Regions from separate parts of the Sus scrofa genome. Here region 1 is linked to region 2. The links are chromatin contacts, called in public promoter capture Hi-C maps. All regions are on one chromosome and are shown on one strand. The core of a region is the stretch at or near the end of the contact, and the rest is flanking DNA. Distances in the headings are between cores, read along the strand shown.

Region 1 (3,457 bases), core at 227-2,726, 90 kb after region 2:
GATGGGGGAGGATATGAGAAAAAGAGTATGTATACATATATATATGTCTGAGTCACTTTGCTGTATAGCAGAAATTGGCACAATATTGTACATCAATTATACTTTAATAAACACATAAAAATGTGAATTAACTTTTATCAGAAATTTTATGTGTGTGTGAGTATGTGTGTGTAAAATCATTCATTTACTTCACAATATACAAATAGGCATATTGGCAGTAGAAAGAGATTGTCCTTCTAAATATCTTGGATCTAGGGAAGGAAAAGCCTAACATACAATGATTACTTGATAAATATAAGCACTTTTAGTGTCAGGACTCTGAAGTCATAAATCTTGCTTTGCCTTTACAGGAATCTCTAAATATCATTTATGATGACAACATAGAGCAGAATTCCATGGTGGATCTGAAGATTCTTCTAGCGTAATTCAGATCCCATTTTCTTGGGTTATTATATTCATTCCGCTCAGACTAACACATTGCTTGAATATAATGTTCGGCATATTTTTAGACCTTTATTATTTCTTCCTGGGGAATTGGCAAGAGGTCTGGTGAACATTAATTTTTAAATCCTGCAAAAAGTTATTTCTTTTAATCGAAACCCCTTTGGAGCGCTCACAAGTTGGAACCATAATTTCTTAGAAACAACATTGGTAGCCTGTCAAAATATTAAAAAAAAAAAAAAAAGAGTGATTTTTTTTTTTCTTGGTTTGCTTCAGGGGTTGCTTAAAGTGGCTCCTGATATTTTGAACACATAATAGTTTAGAAAACATCTTTGGCTGCTCAGGGTAATTTAAAGAGATTCTTTTTAATAGTACATTGTGTTTTTATTATAAATGTAGGAGAAAGTTTTGTTTATCCTTTAGAATTGGCTCTTTATTATAAAATAATTTCTGTACTGGGTATAGTACTTAATTTTTTTGTATTTATTTTTAAATTGTGTTGATATCTTGTTTATTTTTTGCTTTGATATTGAGAGAGTGTAGTCTGGAAGCAAAAATACTAGAGTTGGAGGAAGAAAACCTGGGATCTTGGCTAAGCTATCTACCATCTAAATCTCCATTTCCTCATCTGTAAAAGAAGAATAAGAATTGTTCCAAAGGCAACAGTTTGCATCTATTAATCCCAAATTCCCAATCCATCCCACTCCCTCCCCTCCCCCTTGGCAACCACAAGTCTGTTCTCCTTGTCCATGTTTTTCTTTTCTGTGGAAAGATTCATTTGTGCCGAGTATTCGATCCCAATTTTATATACTTTCTCAAGATGAAGCAAAAACATGAATATAATTGCTTTGTAAACAAGATAAAAGTATATGTGTATATGTATTATTGTCATCTGTCAAATGAAAATAATAATTCTTATTCATGGAGGTTGTTATGAGGATTAAATAATTCATACATATAAAAGAATCGCAGTGGAACATAATAGGCATTCAACAAGTATTAGGCAATGTTATTATTATTCTAATAAGTAATGTATTAAGCTTGTAGTCCAGGGTTCAGTCTTGCATGTTATGCAAAGCAAAATAATCCAACTGAACAAATATAGGGCATTGTGAAACCAAAGCCAAACCTGGCTAAGCACTAGAAATGAAAACAAAAACAGTTATAGAAAATTTTAAAAATTCAACAAAGATAAATTTCTAGTGTGATATGTACGGTTTAAATTTCTAGTGTGATATGTATGGTTTATGTTCCCTCAAAATTCATACGTTGAAATCCTAACCCTCAAGGCAATGGTATGAGGAGCTGGGGCTTTTAGGTGCTGATTAGGTCCTGAGGATGGAGTCCTCAACGATGAGATTAGTGCCCATATAAAAGGGGCCCAAGAGAGATGCCTCACGTCCTCTACCTGAGGACTCAGTGAGAAGGTGCGATCTATGAACCAAAGACATGTCCTTGTCCTTACAAGATGCTGAATTTGCTGGCACCTTGGTCCCCAATTTCTCAGCCTCCAGAACTGTAAGGAATATCTGTTTATTTAGAAGTCACTTAGTCTATGATACTTTGTTATTGCAGCCCAAACAGACTAAGATATAGTGCTTTTGGGGAGTCATTTCAGGACCAAAAAACATGTCTGGGCTTAAAATACCTATTAGGTACCCCCTGCCTTTTTTTGAGGGGAGGATTGCAGTTTCACTGGTTCCAACAAGCAACTCTACTTGGACATCTTGGTGAGACCTTCAAAGCTGTCAGGTTTAATTTCAAAAATGTAGAAAGGTGACTCATGCATGAAAAATGAACATGTATCAAATAATGTACAAAACTAATTAATTAATGATGGAATCAATACAGTGGTAAAGCTGGTTCGAAAGAAAACTGGAGGGTAGTTCCTGTCATGGCTCAGTGGTTAATGAAAGAGACTAGCATCATGAGGACATGGGTTCGATCCCTGGCCTCACTCAGTGGGATGAGGATCTGGTGTTGCTGTGAGCTGTGGTGTAGGTCACAGACAAGACTCGGATCTGGAGTTGCTGTGGTTGTGGTGTAGACCGGCAGCTACAGCTTGGATTTGACTCCTAGCCTGAGAACTTCCATATGCTGTGGATGTGGGCCTAAAAAGACACAGACACACAGACACACAGACACACACAGACACACACACACACACACACACACGGAAAAAAAAAACCTGGAGGAATGGAGATTTATATAGACAGGCATTCAAAGACACGCTAAAGTAAATTTGCTAATATATATACACTGGTTACTATCCTGCAGGGGAATACAACAATAACTTTGTGCTTTTCTTTTCTATTAGAGAGAAATCTGCAAGTTAACATGGAACTTCACAGAATTTGGGCTCTAATCAAAAAAGTAAATAGCAAAGACAAAGTGTCTTCTTTGTTAATGAAAAAATTCTTTGGTAAGTCTGTCAAACAATGCCTTATATTGAAAGCACATTTTCTTGTCTTATTTCCAAGTTTTGGATAATTTTATTTTATTAATAGAAAGACACTAGGTTTTAAAGAGGGCAAAGACATGATATGATTTTTGTTTTAAGAAAATCTCTAAGAGAGCCTTTGCCTTGGAGTCATAGACTTTAGGAGACCAATAGAGGAAGCAGGAGCACCCTCAAGGAGGCAAGTACTTTAGCCCAAGTGAGAGATTGTGTTAATGTGGACTACAAGAGCAGTGGCTGAGGTTGAAAGACATAGCCATATTTGAAATATATTTGTAAGGTAAAGCCAACAGGATTTGCGGATAGATTGGAAGTAGTGTATGAGAGAAAATGAGGAGTTGTGTTGAATGCTAGGTTTGGCTGGGTCCTGGGTATGCAGCATGAGGAACACAAATTCCCTGCCCACAAGGAGTTTACAGTCTACTGAGAGATTTTTTTGAGCAGGCTTATGGTTTCTGGGGGGACGGGGTAGGAAGTGGGATGGATGAGGAGTTTGGGGTTGGTGGATGCAAACTATTATGTTTAGGAGGTCCTACTATACAGCACAGGGAACTATAT
Region 2 (3,287 bases), core at 133-2,632:
AGAACCCCGGGCGATCACTCCCGCTTACTCAGAGGCGCATTCTGACCTTTGCGACTGGATTTGTCCTCTGCGGAGGGCTGGTAGGGACTCTCTGATCCATGCAGAGGTGAGTCCAAGACCCCTGAGTTGGGTCTAAATGTGAGGGTGTTTCTACCGACAGCTCCTATCTGGGGTCAGAAAGAGTGAAAGAAGGGTAGAAACAACTTGAGAGAGAAGCAAGTCTCTTATCAGAATCTTTTTTTTTTAAATTAATTTTTAAATTGGGGTATAGTTGATTTACAGTGTTGAGCCAATTTCTGCTCTACAGCATAGTGACCCTGTCATGCCTATATCAACATTCTTTCTTTCTCTGGTGAGGGCCTCCGAGGGCCTCTGTGGTGGCACACACAGTGGGAGCAGATGCAGCCATGGCAGGCATTTGGGCTCTTTAATAAAAAGGAGACGGGGAGGTGGTGCAGAAGAGGTCCTGAGGTCGTCCAATGCTCTCCTCCCAGAAGCCGTGACTCCCTAACCAGCCGCTGGTGGCAAGGAAAATCTGGTTGAATGTAGTTTTGCATGGGAGAACTTCCTGTGGCCAGAGAGGTCACACGTGTATCAGCAGCCTCTGTTCATTGTGCAGGGGCCTCTGGCCATCTGGACCACCCAGGGGCCGTGTTTTCCTAAGGAGGGCAGGATGAAGGAGAGGGGCTTGACACTGCAGCCCCAAGGTAATTACCAGATGGCAAAATGCTTTTTTCATAGGATGATTCAGAACAACCGAGTCACCCCAGGAAAGCTAAGCTGATTTCGTCTTTAGCGTCCGGCTTTTCACTTTCCAAGCTGTGCTCTTTTCTTTCCCTTGATGGGCAGCACCAAAGGCTGCCTCTGAAGGGCTGAAAGAGGTGGTTTGGGCCGCTGAGAGTGTGGGTGGGGCAACGACCGCCCCCCACCTCCTCTGCTGTGGCCAGTCAGTCGGGGGCGCTGTGCACTCCCAGAGGGCCCGCACCTCGGCGGGGTACAAGGGCCTGAGCGAGGAAGACCGATCCTGGAGGGAAGCGCCCCCTGGCCACCCGCCACCGGACTGCGGACAAGTTCTTCTCAGAACTTTGCAGAATGGGGATGATAATTCCGACTTTATGGGGTTAAATAAAATATTCTATGTGCCCAGGTCGACTTTCAGTAGAACTCTTCCATTCTGATGCTCCAGTGGCCTTATTCACAGACCATCTAACACCTCCCTGATGTGAAACGTCAACCAGAAACGGTACATTTGCATACCCAGAACGCAGGGATTTCCAAAAACGAAATGAACCCATTTCCGAGCATGTCAGAATACGTGTGCGCGCGCGCTGGTGCCATGATGCTTCCTCTTTCTGCCTCCAGCGACCTCCAGCTCTTTATTTGCCTCCCAGACCACTGCCTTTTTGTCCACTCCACTGCCAGCACAAACTGGGCTAAATGAAGGAAACGGATGTGACAATGCCCCAGAGATCTCCTAGCTGGTAGAAGCGTCTGAAAAAAGGTTTTATTTTTTCCTTTAAAAAAATATTCTCCCCTTAAAGTTTTGTTCTGCTCAACTTTTGAATCCCTGCCATTCCTGTTCCTCTGTGTAAAAAATAGACTAGGGCCGGGGCCTAGGTGTTGGGGAGATTTAATTGCGGAGACCCTCTGGTTCTCTCTCCTTCCCCGCCCCCACTCACACGCGCATTGCCAACAGCAGAGTCTTTGACCAGCAGAGGGCAGCAAAGTACAAGGGATCAGAGTCTCGCGGACCCAGCGCTGCTCCATTTGGTTCAGTCTATGGGGTCCAGGTGGGCCCTGAAACCAGCTGTCTTGGGTCTCATCCTTTGCTTTGGCCACTGATTCCCTTGCTCACACTTACCTGGTGGGTAAATCGTTTAGGTGACAAAATGGCGGAAGGAACATATGCTTTACAGCAAGACAGAAGTTTGAGTCCTAATTACTTTAGTTTCTGTCTGTCTGTTTTTTGGGGGCCACACCCACAGCATATGGAGGTTCCCAGGCTAGGGGTTTAATCAGAGCTGTAGCCGCAGGCCTACGCCGCAGCTACAGCAATGCGGGATCCGAGCGGCGTCTGTGACTTCACTACAGCTCATGGCAATGATGGTTCCTTAACCCATTGAGCGAGGCCAGAGATCGAACCAGGGTCCTCATGCATGCTAGTTGGGTTAGTTAACCGCTGAGCCACCAGGGGAAGTCCTATGTTAGTTTCTTGGTCTGTTAAAATATAACAATAATAGTTCTCAGTTGCAGAGCGCTTATTATGTACTGAACTCTGGTTCAAGCTCTTCCTGGTGGAGAATACTTGAACTCAATCTAAGATTAAGTGAGAATGAAACGACTTCAGCCAATTATTCTTGAAAATGGATGGAGAAATAAGGTTAGAGTTATTGCTTGAATCCATCAACCTCTCCAACTTATATTTAAAAAATATGACATTATTAAAGAAAAAATTAAGCTCCTGTAATTTCACCCCTCTAATTTAACCTCATGTTATTACTATAATGTTTTTCATGGTGTTATTGGTTGTCATGTATCTTCATAGAAATTTCTATGTAATTGCAAGCACAACGCTTACCACATTTTGCATTTTTAAAATTTAATCTTTCAACATGTTAAATGAAGCATGGGTGAGGAAAGTCATGGGCTTTGAATCATTCTGTCCTGGCTGTATGTCTTGACTCTGCCTCTTACAAAACAGTGAACCTGAGGGTGTTACATAACATCTCTGTGTCTCGGGTTCCTCACCTGTAAAATATGCTAATGATAGTAACTACCTTACGGAGTTGTAAAAAGTAAGTAACTTAATATACATAGAGCAGTGGCTCTCAACTGGGAGTGCTTTTGCCTCCAAGGGGGCATCTGGCAATGTCAGGAGACACTTTTGGTCATCACAGCTGTGGGGTGGGAGGGTGCTACAGACATCCAGTGGGTAGAGGCCCAGGATGCTGCTGAACTTCTTACACTGCACAGAACGCTTCCACAACAAAGAATCATCTGGCGCCAAATGAGAAATCCTGCTGTAAATTGTGAGTACAGTGCCAAGGTTGAGAAATCCTGCTGTAAATTGTGAGTACAGTGTCTGGCACATAGGAAGACATTACTAGATGTTAGTTGTTATTATTTCCTGAACCTTCCAACATCTGTAACCTGACATTCGAGGGTACGTATGATTATAGCCAACCTTTCTACACTTCTCTCCCATTTTTCTTTTGTACAAACCACAAACTTAGCCAGATGGTCCACCTGCTGTCTCCTGACTCTGTTGTGCCCACCCCGAGGCCTGG

Evidence for each region. Promoter capture Hi-C pulls out the DNA fragments that hold promoters and counts their contacts.
Region 1: a promoter capture Hi-C map of liver shows a contact between it and region 2, with 5 times the contacts expected there. The contact joins two enhancer-like sites. A contact is called at or near these places in 1 of 5 promoter capture datasets (liver) and 2 of 47 Hi-C or Micro-C datasets (liver and skeletal muscle).

The regions. Positions count from the first base shown.
Region 1 is chr4:16,831,000-16,834,456 of Sscrofa11.1, forward strand. No RefSeq gene overlaps it. Among named protein-coding and RNA genes, the nearest start is that of ZHX2, 280 kb to the left of the region's middle. Within about 2 kb of position 1,477, at least 2 of the 83 cell types and tissues checked have an H3K27ac peak or open chromatin away from gene starts, as enhancers often do. A contact at or near this core is called in liver, where this site is marked.
Region 2 is chr4:16,741,164-16,744,450 of Sscrofa11.1, forward strand. No RefSeq gene overlaps it. Among named protein-coding and RNA genes, the nearest start is that of ZHX2, 190 kb to the left of the region's middle. Within about 2 kb of position 1,383, at least 10 of the 83 cell types and tissues checked have an H3K27ac peak or open chromatin away from gene starts, as enhancers often do. A contact at or near this core is called in liver, where this site is marked.